Linked DNA regions of Mus musculus: all the other regions are linked to region 1. Evidence: chromatin contacts called from public Hi-C data. All regions are on one chromosome and are shown on one strand. The core of a region is the stretch at or near the end of the contact, and the rest is flanking DNA. Distances in the headings are between cores, read along the strand shown.

What was found. Hi-C and Micro-C count contacts between places; a contact is called where the count stands out from the background.
Region 2: a contact with region 1 is called in a Hi-C map of the N1E-115 cell line, with 10 times the contacts expected there. A contact is called at or near these places in 1 of 484 Hi-C or Micro-C datasets (the N1E-115 cell line), 1 of 130 datasets of targeted methods (astrocytes) and 1 of 9 other capture datasets (embryonic tail).
Region 3: a Hi-C map of Sertoli cells shows a contact between it and region 1, with 2.6 times the contacts expected there. A contact is called at or near these places in 4 of 484 Hi-C or Micro-C datasets (the N1E-115 cell line, Sertoli cells, embryonic stem cells and 1 more) and 2 of 9 other capture datasets (embryonic stem cells and embryonic trunk).

What each region holds. Positions count from the first base shown.
Region 1 is chr19:15,799,600-15,804,670 of GRCm38.p6, reverse strand. No RefSeq gene overlaps it. Among named protein-coding and RNA genes, the nearest start is that of Gm24319, 120 kb to the right of the region's middle.
Region 2 is chr19:15,323,898-15,328,968 of GRCm38.p6, reverse strand. The region is part of intron 3 of Gm46645 (a long non-coding RNA gene); the gene reads left to right. Among named protein-coding and RNA genes, the nearest start is that of Gm46645, 14 kb to the left of the region's middle.
Region 3 is chr19:15,455,611-15,460,681 of GRCm38.p6, reverse strand. It overlaps the pseudogene Selenok-ps3. Among named protein-coding and RNA genes, the nearest start is that of Gm46645, 120 kb to the right of the region's middle.

The sequences.
Region 1 (5,071 bases), core at 1,906-4,405:
AGGTGAGGGTCCTTCAGTGTGCAGCCTTAGTATGCCAAGGGCAATGCCCTTCTTTCTTGATTTGTAAAAAATGTCTGGTAACGAAAAGGGAAGGGAAGTAGAAACATGCTCCTTTGACTTATGAAAGGATGAATTATGAGAGAGAGAGAGAGACACAGAGAGAGAGACAGAGAGAGAGAGACAGAGAGACAGAGAGACAGACAGAGAGATTGAGAGAGAGATAATAAGACCTTGATTTACCCAAGCAGAGAAATTGTCTTGCATAGATGCATAGACCAGGGTTTCTTACCCTCTCCATGAGCATCACTTTGGAGTGGAATTTCTTGTGTTGGCTTCTAGTCTATGGATTATGATCTATTTAAAAGCACCTGCCCTCACAACTCCAGCCTCTGTAGTTTGATGTCAGTGGCATATTTCCAGATGTGATGAAAACATCTCTGGACTGTGACAAAGTTGTCGCTGGGCTGGTTGAGCCTCACTGGTTTCATGAGGGTGGCTGGTGAAGTCAGCACTTTACTTCATATCCTCTCTAACGGTGTCCTTGGATTTAAAGCTGAGTGGCTGGGTGCTGGGGATGTAGCTCAGTGGTAGGGAACTTGCCTAGGATGTGCCAGGCCCTGGATTCTGCCCTCAGAACCCTAAAATCAAACACAAACCAAAAAAATAAACAAACAAACAAAAAAACAAACAAAAAACCAAAAAACAACAACAACAAAAAAACCACACTAATAGTGTCTTTATTCTCTGCTTCTGGGGTAGCAGGCTTATTCTAAGACAAGAGTGCCTGTGTTTTAAGTAACACTTCTTGTGATTCTTACATTCTGGACATCCCATCATAAAACACAAGCCCGAAAGGCACACACCAAATATACTGCACTTCCTGATTGCCAGGGAGGGAGCGCGTTCTTGCTCCTCCTCTCCTGGATCCATGCAATAATTAGCCAAAGTAAAATGAATATTAGCCCATGCTTAGCTGCCTTACTGTGAGCTTGCCAGCACTGACCCAGTAGTGCTAAACCAATTATTTTTTGAACTTTATGGCTTTAAATAATCCCTTGCTCTAAAATTCCCTGTACCCCTCAGCTACTTAACCACAGGCCCCTCTGCCCTAAATCCTTTTCTTATACTTTGTAGCTTTTTAAGCAAGGCCCCTCTTTAAGAAGACATAATCCCTTCTCTGTAGAAAACATGAAAGACCTTGAACAAATCAAGATTTCTCCATGGAGAATTCAGTTAATCCTGCGCTTATTGCCTAACAAGGAAATCCATCTCTCCACCAAGCACGCCATTACCCGGACTAATGCCTGACTTGAATAACAAGCAAATTATTGTGCTTTTAATTGTACCCTGCCTGGTCACGAAGCACATCTGAGAGAGGGATGTGGCATCTCTTCCCGAGAAACAGGTCAAGCCTCTAATCCTCCTTTTCTTTTTGCCTTCCCCTCCCCCTCCAACCCTTTCTCTTCCCAGCAGCAGAAGGGGGGAAAAAGACAGCTAAATTATGTTTAAAATGGAAGAGCTAAAGAAGAAAAAAAGGCAGTAAATACTGACTTGGGAGAAGGAGAATTATCCTCTGTCTCTGCGGTGTGGCTCATTTGAGAACAATCAATGTTATCATAACCCCATTACCAGAGGGCGATCTCTCTCTCTCTCTCTCTCTCTCTCTCTCTCTCTCTCTCTCTCTCTCCCTCTCCCTCTCCCTCTCCCTCTCCCTCTCCCTCTCCCTCTCCCTCCCCCTCCCTCCCCCTCCCCCTTTTCTAAACCAGACTCCTAGTGCATCTGTGCTATTGACAGTTTGGGCTGGATAACTCTCTGCTGTGTGTGTTAGTGGTGGGTCTCTCCTGAATGCTGTAGAACGCTCAACACCTTGTCAAGTTGTGTCAATCCAAAATGTTCCAATATGATAACAAAGACTCTTGGATGTCATGCCAGTCACCCTGATTGAGAGTCACAAACCAAACCCAACATATTGCGATGGACTGGTTGTATATGATCGTCCATCTCTACACAAACGCTAATCAAATCAGGATTTTTTTAAAACTGGAAACCAGGGAGGCAATCATGTCCTTCATGTATGTAGAACAGAATGAAATAAAAGGCAGCCGAAGCATTTGTTGTCAGGAATAGGGGAGTTGCTTGTTTCAGGATCCAGGATGCAAAAAGACTTGGCATTTGATCCTCAGTGCACAGACAAGTGTCTCTGAATGCAGGAAGCTTTTGAATGCCCCTCCCCATCTTGCAGTCTTAGAAACTGGGCTTGTTTTGGGTGGGAGAAGGATGATATGAAGGTTTACAGCGTAAGAACCATTACCCAGAAGTGCTGATACCCAAGATAGTTGAGGTCGGATGGAGAAGTGGTGAGCCTCAAGCTCTTTCAGACAATGCCAGCCAACCATCCTGAGACCTGGAAACCAGCATCACGGAAAGCGCCCCACAGCGGAAGTATTAGTCACGCGCTGCACTGCACTTAGAGTTGCAACCTTAGAGGAAAACGCCGTCTTACTCCGAGGTACAAAGAATCAGCTTATTTTTAGAACTTACTAGAAGCTTTGTTGTCTGTCCTTTAGTGGCCTCGAGCAAATATGGGAGAGAAAGGCATTGCCGTTAACCTCCGTGACCAATAGATGGCGGTGTATCTCTTCCTGAGAAGCCAGGCTTGGCAGCAGCTGGTAAGACCTCCTTAAGCTAAGGAAGACAAGTGCCACTCGGTGTCCTCTGGAAGACAGGCATTTCCTCCCATTGTTGGCACAAACAGCTCCAAACAATTGTACTGACCACACACCTTCAAGCCACATTCCGGGGTGCTGCTGGCTGCCCTGGAGTGAATGCCAGGAAAACGAACCAAGCTGCTAATTTGCTTGATTGGGGGGCGGGGGGGGGGGGGAGGGGGGGAGAAGGAGCGGGAGAAGGAGGGGGAGAGGAAGATCTTGAGTAACAATGGGCATGATTTATTTTTCCAACACGAATAGGGGCAATGCTATTTTAGCCCCTCTTCCAACTGCTGAAGTAAATGAAAGCAGCCACCTAATTAGCCGGAATCACTAGCTAGCAGAGGAAAAATTTCTGCTGCGACTCAGGCTGGGGTGGGGAGTTGGGAGAACCGGGTGTGATGTTGGAGGAGGAGAATGGGTGGGAAGGAAAAGGAGGCCAGGCGAACAGAAGGCTTTTGTAGAGCCCCTGGCTGCCTGCAGTCTGTGGGCTGAGCTGGCCCCGACCCTGAGAGAACAAGGGAGCTGTGGTTCTTCACATTCATCTTCTGCAGGCGGAAAAAGCATCTGCTGCAAGACCGGTCTCTGAGTTGATTTTTAAAGTGCTACCGGTGTAGATGAATTAGCTTGGGAAAGAGAGTCCAGCCCTGTGTCGTCTGGCTGACCTGCTGGTGGGCTGTACCAGGACCCCGCAGGAAGGCTCTCTGATGCACCATTAGGGACATTTCAGGCTGATCTGAGACCAAATTTGGCTGTTGGTCAGGAATGAAACAAATACCTAGTTATAGACTGATCCTGACTAATTGTCCTTCTCTAGCAGGACATATGCGCCATCCCTACAAGGGCAGTATCAGGAACTATCAGCACAACAATGGGCAGGTAGGCGCTGTTGAAATCTTCCACTTCACGAACTGAAGTGCTAATTTATTTGTTCAGGGATGACTTTGGTTTTTTAGTTCGATATCACTCTAATTGAAATACTTCACTAATGCGATTTATCCCAACTGTAAACTGTCAGTTCCCACAGCTGTTGCCTTTTTTCAAGCAATCTGGCAAATGTGTACGGCTAAAAACACAACCTTAGGAGATTGAGAAGGAGCCTGCACAATTTTCTTCCCCCCCCCCTCAGCTGGCCCACATCACCCCTCCCCCCCCAGCCCCGCCCCTGAAAACCTTTGAAACCACACGCTCCTTTTCCATAGCCACACCCACTTCGATTTTGGACAGATCTGCTGTGTTTGGCTGATCAATGTCTGTCCTTCGTCTTCTAGACTTGTACCTGGTTTTCCTCAGGGGACATGTGTCTTTAGTGAGGTGGACTTTGGTCTTCTGTGCTGGGGTGGTGGACATGTTATCCAGATGTAATAAAAATCTTTATATTTCCACCTATTTTGGGCTCCTGATGGAGGGTCTTGCTCAAATTAGCAAAGCAACAGCCATAAAACCGAAAGGAGACCCAGTTAACTTTGAATTTTAGATAAACGATTATGTTCTTTTATTAAAGTGTATCTGAGATATTATATGGAACACACACACACACACATACACACACACACAAACCTGTTGTCTATCTGGAATTTAAGTGTAACGAAACACTGTATATTCTGCCCCATGATGCTATTTCTTCCTAAAGAAGTATTTGACCTAAATTGGTCAAACTAGAATCAGACTAGGACTTTTACAATAGCTTTAGAAAAAAATATGCTTAAATAAACTCAAGAAAAATCAGTTGAGCTACTGAAGAGGGAGGACCTGTGCTATGACTGTTAGTGGCTATTTCTCCTACTGTGTGGCAGCCAATGCCATGAAGGACAACCATGTCTCACTTGACCAGGTGGGTGAGCTGCTATTGAAGCTGGCCCTGTGCTCAGAGAAGAGAAGGTGACAATGGCTATATAGAATCACAGCTTTCTGCCTCTTGAAATAAGCCAATAAAATGTCAACCCTGGGTTGTGCCCACTGGGCACAGCTGTTTAGTCAAGAGAGTGTTGAATGGATGTCAGACAGTGCAAATAGCTGATGCCAACAGAACCCTTCTATTATTGCTCCTTCCTTCCTTCCTTCCTTCCCTCCTTCCTTCCTTCCTTCCTTCCTTCCTTCCTTCCTTCCTTCCCTCCTTCCCTCCTTCCTTCCTTCCTCCCTCCCTTCCTTCCTTCCTTCCTTCCTTCCTTCCTTCCTTCCTTCCTTCCCTCCTTCCTTCCTTCCTTCCTTCCCTCCTTCCCTCCTTCCCTCCTTCCTTCCTCCCTCCCTTCCTTCCTTCCTTCCTTCCTTCCTTCCTTCCTTCCTCCCTCCTTTCCTTCCTTCCTTCCTTCCTTCCCTCCTTCCCTCCTTCCCTCCTTCCCTCCTCCCTTCCTCCCTTCCTC
Region 2 (5,071 bases), core at 1,154-3,653, 470 kb after region 1:
AATCAATCCATCAGGGTGGCCAGCAAGCGTGTGTGAGAATGGAGCTTTGTGCCTCCTGCCACAGTGACATATTCAATTAAGCAATATCCTATTATTATTTCTCACCTTGTGTGGTTTAACAAAAACATTATTGAAACCAGGAGAAATCATTCTAAACACAAGCAAAAGAAAATCCTTTGGTTGGAAGTGTAATGTCTTTCACAGTCCCTGACAGGTAGATTATGAACAATGAATGGCAGGAAACCTCTGCAGCCTAACAGTAGTTTGAACAAGTTCCGGCAGTCCGTGCAGCTCTTGCTTTTAGACATGTGTATTTGAGCCACTGGGAAGGAAGGAGATGGCGGTTTGTTCCTTTTGAAGAGCGATGGCTTTTAGAGGAGAATGGCTCGGGTTAGGACATGGTACATCCCAGAGGGAGCCCTTCATGGATCGTCTTCCTCCAACTCTATCTGCTCTGAGGCTGTTGAAGTGGGCCGGTGATTTTCATAGCCTGTGCATTATTTCCTAACTAATATTTCCAAGTGACTCATTGAAAACATGGCACAGTTTATGAAGTTATTGTCCCAAACTTAAGAGAATCTGTGTCTTCATTCCTGGGGAAAGAACTCAAGATTGCATGCATCAGCATCTAAACGTGAAAACACTGAGAATGGTTTGCAAAGAAGACAGGCCTAAAGTCATGTGTGCCATTTCTTGTACTTGCCTGACGAAGCCACACAGCTTAGACTTCTCTCAAGGACTCCTGGTCCACAAATAATGCGAATAATTCAAGTGTCATTCACTGACACCATGGAGATAACTTAAAAGACTAGGCATTTAACAATATGATGGTAAATGAATGCATGCTATACGTCACAGAATATTGACCAACCACATAAATGAAACTTTTAACAGAGCCAAAAATTCATAGACACTTTATCTGTTGTCATATAATCCTGCCCTAAAACACTATAGCACCCTTACGAACGTTATTATTATCTCCTAAATGCATAAAATAAAAGGAAACTCATTAAATTTTACATATGATCATTAGAAAATTACAATGTTAAATTGACCTTTCTATCATATTGCTTTGCTCTCTAATCATGTACCTCCCATCATGTGCTCTGATTCCATTCCTCTACAGGGTGTAATTTTAAATATGTAAAAAAGTTCTGTACTCCTGCCGAAGTTTTATCTCCTGTTTTAATACATAACTTCAGTGATTGATTTCTATAATAATTCAGAAAATAAATTTATAGCAACATTAACTAAACCCACACATACACACTGTGCCATTAACGTATGGAACAATGCACTAGGCAAAACTGCCACCACCTTTATCAGAATAGGCATAATCATTGCAGAGTATCACCATAGCTGGGCTTGCTGACTGTTGGTCTTCCTTCTCGGGAGAGTGGGTGGGAAGGTCTTAAAACCCTCAACCCAAGTAGTCAAACACTCCTCCCATCCAGTTGTATGAAATTCTGACTTTCAGAGGCTTTCAGAGAAGAGTTAGAGGGTGGGTGTGAGATCAACTAGGGGGAGGGGTTCCATTTAAGTTTCAACAGAAGAATCATAATCCATGCTGAGTGAAGACCTTCCTGTGTGGCTGATCTAAAGTTGCCCACACTCCTGCCCATAACCACTCACCCGTTACACTGAAGGGAGCCTGATGAACTCCTTGGTTTCCTAGAGTGTATTTTGGTGGGCGTGTACATCAGGGTATTGTTAGGAACTTAGGAGGAAGTGGTAGATATGTTCATGTTTCCCTTACGGAAGAAATTTTCACATCAGTCATAAACTGTATTAGACACAAAAACATATGCAATAATAAAGATATGTAATGATATTAAAATAAACTTGCAATGACTTTGGAATTTTCCATATGTGAGACTGAGACACTGTTTATTTGTACTGTATATATGGTATATAACACAAGTCTCAGAATAAACTTATGAATGAAATGCAATTACTCTTCCCATTTTACTGATGTGGAAATTGACGAAAGAAGAAATTAAATATTTAAGTATAAGTTCAAATGCTTGTGTATGGTAAAGCAGGAATTTGAAACTGTATTTACTAAACTTCAGTCTGTTCTTCGAAGTATTTAATTCTGATTTCTATAGTTTAAGGTAGAAGATGGGCATGTAATTATAATTATTGTATATTTGTAAAATAGAGGAGATAGGGGTGACAGAGAAAAGGATGGCTTTAGGTTTCAGTACAGATTTCAACAGAAGATAATTCTTTGAAGGATGTACCCTTGAAGAGTTCATGGGACATTGAGAAAAAGTGACAAATAATGATCAAAGTAGATGACTGTAACCAGGTAAAACCATAACATTTGTAGATTGAGAGGCACAGGTACAGAAGGCCAGCGATGCGAGGATGTTGGTAGGAAGGAAAGATGATACTGAAAGCTGCAAACATCAAGGAGGTGAGAGGAAATGATCAGGAAGTGTAGGGGGCATCAGGAGGATGCTAGTAATTAGAACTGTACTGTTGGGTATCCTCAGCAGCACTTCCCATGCTAAACTGGAAGGGATGAACTCAAGAAAAGTAAACATGAGACATCACGATACAAAGGAATATCTGAGTCTGTCATCAAATGGTTGTATGCCACAGGAGGAAATACCATGCACCAGATATGCTCAGAGCCATACTGAGTACAGTGTGGGGTGGGGACCAGGACATCATAGATGTCTGCTTTTTGTCACAGACTGCTAATTTGGGGCCCTGTTTCTGATTATCATCCAAACTATGCTTCTTAATTCTAGGGAACAAAGACATTGATACTCTAAATGAATGGCCTGCTTCTGTTGCTGGCTGTATGGCTGGCCTGCTTTCCCTCAACAGCTATTAATGGGTATTTTCTGTTTCATCAGAACCTTGCTGTGCTGGATATCCCTTGTGTATTATCAAGTGCCCTTTCCTCCCCTACCAATTAAGCCCCAAAGATAACAGGAGCAAAGTAATGTGTGATTCAATAGAATCTTTGCAATATTTAAAGGTCTAATATTAAGGGCTGTATTGGGTTATTGAGCATTCAATTAAAGCATCTCAAGTGTTTAATTTAGGATTTTCCATAGGACAGGTATTGTTTGTTAATTAGTTAATTAAATAACAAATGATTATTGAAAACATGCATTAGGATTAAGCAAGCTGCAAGAGAGATAAAGATATCTCCAAGGCAATTAGCTCACTGTAATTTTAATGATAAATGTGTAATTAGACTCTTATTCTAAAGAGATTGTTTGGAATGCTTTGCAAGCATTAAACAGGCATGTAACAAGATACTTACTTATATAACAAGCAAAATATAATTCTAATTCTTATTAAGCATCAGCCTGTGTGTTCAAATGATGCATAATTTGCTAAAAGCAAAAATTTTACAAGTATTAGTCCTTATAAAAATATAATCCATTAAAAGCTTATGTAACTAAATTATTTAAAAACCAGATTTATTCCCAAGCCTATTTATTTCCCTTCTTAGACAATTACCAGAGCCTCTCAAATGTATTATGACTCGGTGTGAGTTTATGCATTTATGCATCAGCAGTTGAGAGGATTACGAGGCACATCAAAATCCCTATCCCCAACCCAGTCCCATGTCTATTTACAAAGAATCAAACAGTCCTCTTACAGGTCTAGAACCTCCCACAGTTCTGGTACTTGTCATTATATATGTGCCCACACAGACTTGAATGAACACAGTAAAGGAGTGGAGATGTTTCTGATGGTGTGTAAATCTGTTTATTTTGTTTTAGTGCACCCCTTTGCATGCCGATTCTGCAGATATCATGCTGTTGTTACTGTTGGTAGCCAGCAGCCTAGTTGAGTAGGGATGGGGACCAGCAGGTCCTGTGAATGAATGTCTTAGGAGTTACAGTAGTGATAATCAGAATAAGTATAAGCAAATACTTAATAAGTGCTGAGTTTTTCCTTGACTAATTAACATAATTTAGACTTTTAGTAATCCTATAAGGCTTCCATTGCTCATTAGCAACCCAAACTCATTTCCAAATTATTATGTTAATGATATCAAAAATCTGAAAACTGAATCCAACCAGTGTTTAGAGTTGCAGTCCTCGGAAAATAATTAGGTTTAGATAAGGCCATTGGCATGGAGAGCTGTGATTCAATTCTGGTGACTCTGTAACAGGGATAGAAACCAGGCATGGACACAGACACAGTGCCTGTTCCCATTTCTTGCCATGTTGCCTTGGGATGCCACCAGAAGGCCTTCACCAGCACTGGACTGACTCCAGGACGACATTAGCAAGCTTCCCAAACTATGTCCTTTTCTTTGTCAACTTAACCCTGCATTAGCTATTTCCTTGCAGTAGCTAACTAGGAAATCATGCAATATTAGATATAGTTAGATAAAGTTAACATTGACTACATTTTCTTTTTTTATTAGATATATTCTTTATTTACATTTCAAATGACATCCCCTTTCCTGGTTTCCCCTCTGAAAACCTCCTCTCCCACACCCTATCTCTCTGCTCACCAACCCACCAAATCCCAATTCCCTGTCTTGGGATTCCACTACACTAGGGCATTGAGCAAAGGGCCTCTCCTCCCATTGATGTCCTGCAAGGCCATCCTCTACTACATATGCAACTCTTTGGTGATTTAGTCCCTGGAATCTCTGGAAGTATTGGTTGGTTCATATTATTGTTCCTCCTATGAGGCTACAAGCTCCTTCAGCTCCTTCAGTCCTTTCTCTAGCTCCTCCACTGGGGACCTTGTCCTCAGTCCAGTTGTTGGCTGAGAGCATCCACCCCTGAATATGTCAGGCACTGGCAGAGCCTCTCAGGAGACAGCTATATCAGGGTCCTGTCAGCAAGCACTTGTTGGCATCCACAGTAGTGTGTGAGTTTGATGACTGTGTATGGGATGGATCCCCAGGTGGGGCGGTCTCTGGAGATTCTTTCCTTCAGATGGGGGAGATCACAGAATGTCTTTCGCGTCACTTGCCTGTTCAATAGTGACGCATATGTTGTGGAAGACTTTTTGAAAGTTATTATTTTCAGTTTTTGAAATTAGAATATAATTATGTCATTCCCCTCATTCCTTTCCTCCCTTG
Region 3 (5,071 bases), core at 1,457-3,956, 340 kb after region 1:
AAAGAAAGACTTAAAATATGAAGGATGTTCAAATTCCACAAAACACGCATCTGTCCTTGACATCATCATAACATGAAAGTCTTGGTAGTAGTAGTTTTGTTTTGTTTTGTTTGGTTTGGTTGGTTGTTTTAGCACTTTGGTTTTTTTACACCTTGGGAAAGCCTTAAGAAGTTGTCCTGGTGGGTATCTCTGCAGCTTCAAAGATAACTGATTCTTGATGTGTAACACTTCAAGGGGCTGTGGTCTGTTCTGGACATTCCCTTCATGACAGCCAGAGCCCCGCTCTACTCTGTTTTGCACTTGTGAGTTTTTTTCTATCACCTGTAAGGTCCAAGATGACTTCCTTCTGGGAAAGGAGTGCAGTGGCAGGAAGGAAGCAAACAGCTAGTAGATTACGTGATGTACATTGAAAGCAAATGCTGTATGCCTATCTGCTCAACGTGGCTGGAACCTGCAACCTGAGCTGAGATCCAAATGACTGTTCAAAAAGAGATGGATGCTTGTTTCATGGTCATGATGCTCATGTGTCAAGCACAAAGCTAAACATCCACAGACTGTTAGCTGGTTTGGCTAGACTTCAGGGTCCATATGGGATTATGTGTTGCCACTGACCAAGCCCCAGGCCATGGTTCATGTGTTAGAAGTTTGGTTCTAGTGCAGCAGTGTTGAGATTGTAGAACCTAGTAAGAGAGGAATTGGTTTTGGGTGCCAGCTTTAAAGTATGAAGTATGATTCTTTTGGGACCCTGATTGGTTTGTCATAAGAAGGAAGTTTGGATTGGATTGTCATAAGAAGGAAGATCAAGGCTTGTCCCTTAAAGCTGCCTGGCTTTCTGGCGTGCTTTGATAGCCCTGCCTCTTATGTGAGTTCTTACACTGATGACATTTGCCACATTGTGATGTTTCCAGAAGTCAACTCTCCTCCCCAACAACTAAGCAGTTGCTAGCACCATGCTGTTCAATGGCTAGAACTATGAGTTAAATAAACCTCTTAAAAAAAAAACCAAGAGGGGGTGGGAGGCTAGGTATGGCAACAACAGGGGGTCCGGTCTTCTCTGTAGCTAGGAAGCAGGCAACTGGAGGGAAGATGTTTTACATGGTCAAGTGTTGGACAACCAGAATCAGTCCCCATGGAGAGTGTCTTTCCTAACAGATTTCTTCTGGGGAATAGCAGAATTTGTGGTTTTCTTTTTCAAAACTCTACTTCAGCAAGATGTGAAGAAAAGAAGAGGCTATGGGATCTCCTCTGATTCCAGATACGGTGATCGAAGAGGGCCACCACCAGGAAACCCTCCACAAATAATGGGTAGGATCAGTCACTGTCACGGTCCCAGCCCTCCTCCAATAGCTGGTGGATGAGGAAGGTGAATGTCTGCTTTGAGAAGCAGACAACTAGACATACACACACGAAGAAGGAAGCCATCAAGAGGTGAAGAGCGACTCATGCAGGAGAAGATGGTGTCTGTCCAAACAAGGATTGCTCTGTGTCCTCACAGATGAATGAGGTCATGCTGGGAATTCCCTCTGCAGAATCTGGCCTGACTGATACGCAGTTCTATAAATGTACATGTTTGTCTCCTTATCTTTTTTGTATAGTGTACTAAAGTATTAATATAGTTTTAAGAAGTAAATATTATTAGGTTGCAAAACTTGATTCTTCATCTTTATATGATCATACCCAAAATCTTTGGTCTAGAAGAAATAAAGGCCATGTATTAAAAAAAAAAAAGAAAGAAAAGAAAAAGAAAAGAAAAGAAAAACAAAGGTGTAACACAAGAAAACAAACCACTAAACACAGACAAATTTCCTTTAATACAAAAGTGACCGACTTTTCTCATTTAGAATCTCTATTAAACTTTGCATTTAAACTGTGGTGGAATCTTTATTAATTTCACTATTATTTCATATAGGACATGTGTTGCAGTGAATCATAAAGGTTTTATAAATAACATCTTAACGTGTGTGTGTGTGTATGTGTGTGTGTGTGTGTGTGTGTGTGTGTGTGTGTGTGTGTGTGTATGTGTGTGTGTGTGCACCGCTGTGTGTGGATATTAAAGGACAGCTGGTGGGTGTCAGCTCTCTCCTTCTACCACTAGTGTCCCAGGGATTAACCTCAGGCCATCAGAGTTGACAGCAGGCACTTTTATCCATGGGCCCAATTTTTGTTCTGAATTCAACTTCATCATTTATCTTTCCCCTAAGAACTCTATTACATTAGTCATGATCATGTGGAATTTGGATTTTTTTCAGAGTCCAATCTGAAAGAGTATATATTAGACAACTGTACTTATTATATATTTTGCAACTGTAAGAGATTTTGAGTGACCTGTAAGGTTAACAGGAGACAAAGAATAACAAAACAAAACAAAACCATAAACCTCAAAGGGAGAGAGGTAAATTGAGCAGAGATGCTATGAATGAAAACCAAGAGTCACAATGCAACTTTTCCCCAAAGGCAAGGTATACTGATGGATGGAAGTGGGTGCCTCGCCTTTGCTTCTTCAGGCTAAAGCAGATGGCAGGGGAGAAAAATGTCACCAGAGCATTTTTCATTTGGGAGTTAAACTAGCCCACAAGATCAAAAGTTAACTTCATTTGAAAGAACCCCCTTGTGCTATGTGCCGTTCACAGTGTGTGCTCACACAATGTAGGCGGGAGACACATGGACTCTGCAATCAGAGGGCTTGGTTTTCATCCCAGTTTGAATGCTTGATGTTGCTCTGACCTTGGACGTGCATAATGTGCCTCTTTAAACTTTGCTTTGTCTGAGACACAGGGCTAATAATAACCGTCTCCAATGCATGAGGTAAGTATCTAACAATGTCATGTTTCTTTTTATTGTTTCATAAAAGATATGGAAATGTAATTCAGATGGACAGGTTATTATATACCAGTTTTGAAAAGCAAGGGCCATAACATTTGATTATTACCCAGGAAGGACATTGCTCTGGAAACATTGCTGTCTGGCTTAAGGTCCAGCATATGAAACTTCTGCATAAATAATGTCTGTCTTTGAGCAGAAGCTATGATGGATCAACTTTGTGAATGCTTTGAAATCTGGTCAACAGACTGCTTTTCAGTGCTAATGACAACAGACATTGCTTGCTAGTTCCTGGCCCTGAGGTTTACCACAGGATGTCTGTGGCTGGGATGTTGCTGGAGCATTCCAAAGCAGTGAATCCTGCCAGCTGGACAATCAAGCCTGTGGTCCAGTGGTGCTAGCCAGGATGCAGTCAGTGAGTAAAGGTCTCTATAGGAATTTATGCTGGAGGACTGTGGGGGAAGTACCTGATGTGGCAGCAGCCTGGTCGTCCTCTAGGGAATGCGGTCCCAACAGTCGAGTTTAGGAGGGACATTGCAGATTTGAGCCACCTAATCCGATTTGCTTACCTTTCTGCAGATAGGAATCTGCCTACTAGAGTCTTGAGTTACTTGATGGCAGAGGTCAGCAGGTGCCAGAAAACAGAGAGCTGCCCCGGGAGACAGTGCTCCAGGCACTTTGAGCTTCGTGTTTCATCTTGTCCATGCATGTTAGGGCACCAGTGGCAGCCAGCGGCTCGTCTGCTCTGCAGGCTTTGGAGCCAGGGAGGCTGCTGCCATCTCAGGACCATTTAATGGTTGCAACTGCTGTTGCTGTCGCCACAGAAATGGAATGGCTGTTGTTGTCAGACTGATAGAAGGGAGCAAACCCACCAGATTTTATGTCTGTTTTATATCCACTTTCAACCTTAAACAACTATAGTAAGTGCTCTCTGGGCTAGGATGAAGAGCTTAAGGAACTTCATTACAGAATTAATTATTATGGCTTCTTATGAAGGGGAAAGATGAGTCCAGCTGGGAGACTCCTTCCCTGATGGCTGCCGGTGCTAGTGTGACTTCAGTGACTGCCAGAGGTGCATTTTGTGGGCTTGGACAGACATACTATGCAAGACAAGGAAACTGGAAGGGGCAGAGAGGAAAACAACAGTAAAATGTCACCCATCAGTTGGCTTTTTTTTTTTGAAACTGTAAATCACACATAAAAAAGGAGAAATTGAAACATGAAGAGACAAAGACTTTGTTTATTTATTGCTGAGAGAGGGCTATTAGGATGCTGGGCTGTGTTTCCATGGCATTGTGGAGACATAAACAGAAAACACAAGCTAATGCATTCAGTTAGGCATAGATTTTAAAGTCTAATGTGCAATCTAAATATGTATCACATGTATTCTTGCTATTTATTTATCTATTCTATATCCACCGGTGAAGGGAGACTGCCTAACTAATGGGAGACTGTGATCCGTTTGTAAATATGCCTACGAATTCAAACCTTCACCATTTGACTGATGTCTGTGGCTTTGCTGTGTTCTTTGTTGCCTGAGGATCACTTGTTAATCTACCCTTGCCTCTTCCAGACTTTGGGTTGTAAAAGCAAATGCTTTAATCCACCTTCCAGGCAGGTAACCTAAAGGCACGGAGTGAGTGAAGTGGGTGTGAAGCATGGTGAGTGGTTAGGATGCAGGATGCTGGAGAGCCAAAGCCCGCTCACTTGCTTTCTCTCCCTGTCTCTCTGTCCCTGTCTCTGTTTCTCTCTTTCTCTCTTTCTCTCTGTCTCTCTGTCTGTCTGTCTGTCTGTCTGTCTGTCTCTCTCTCTCTCTCTCTCACACACACACACACACACACACATGCACAGGCACATGCACATGTGCTTTTTTCATGAGATCTGACACATTATAAAGAGAACAAATCAATCTTCTATTTAAGATTACAAAGAACATGCTATCTTGTCCAAATACATTAAAGTAGGTAGAGTCCCAGGAAAGCCAGGTTATGCAGTCTGGTCTGTGGACTTTGCTGTCAAACCTTTACCCTCCAGCTATGCAAACTGCCCACTGCATAGAATGAGTCAATGCCGAAGCAGAGCCGAAATCCCTTATTACCTCCCTGGCTGCTGTGGCCCCATCTGCCTACCAAGTCTTCATAACTTCCAGCTTCCAAGTCCTGCTAGAATCAAGTAGAGGGACAGAGAACCAAAATCCCAAAGGTAGAGGGTAATATGGCACAAAACTCCAAAGAAACAACAGCAAGATTAC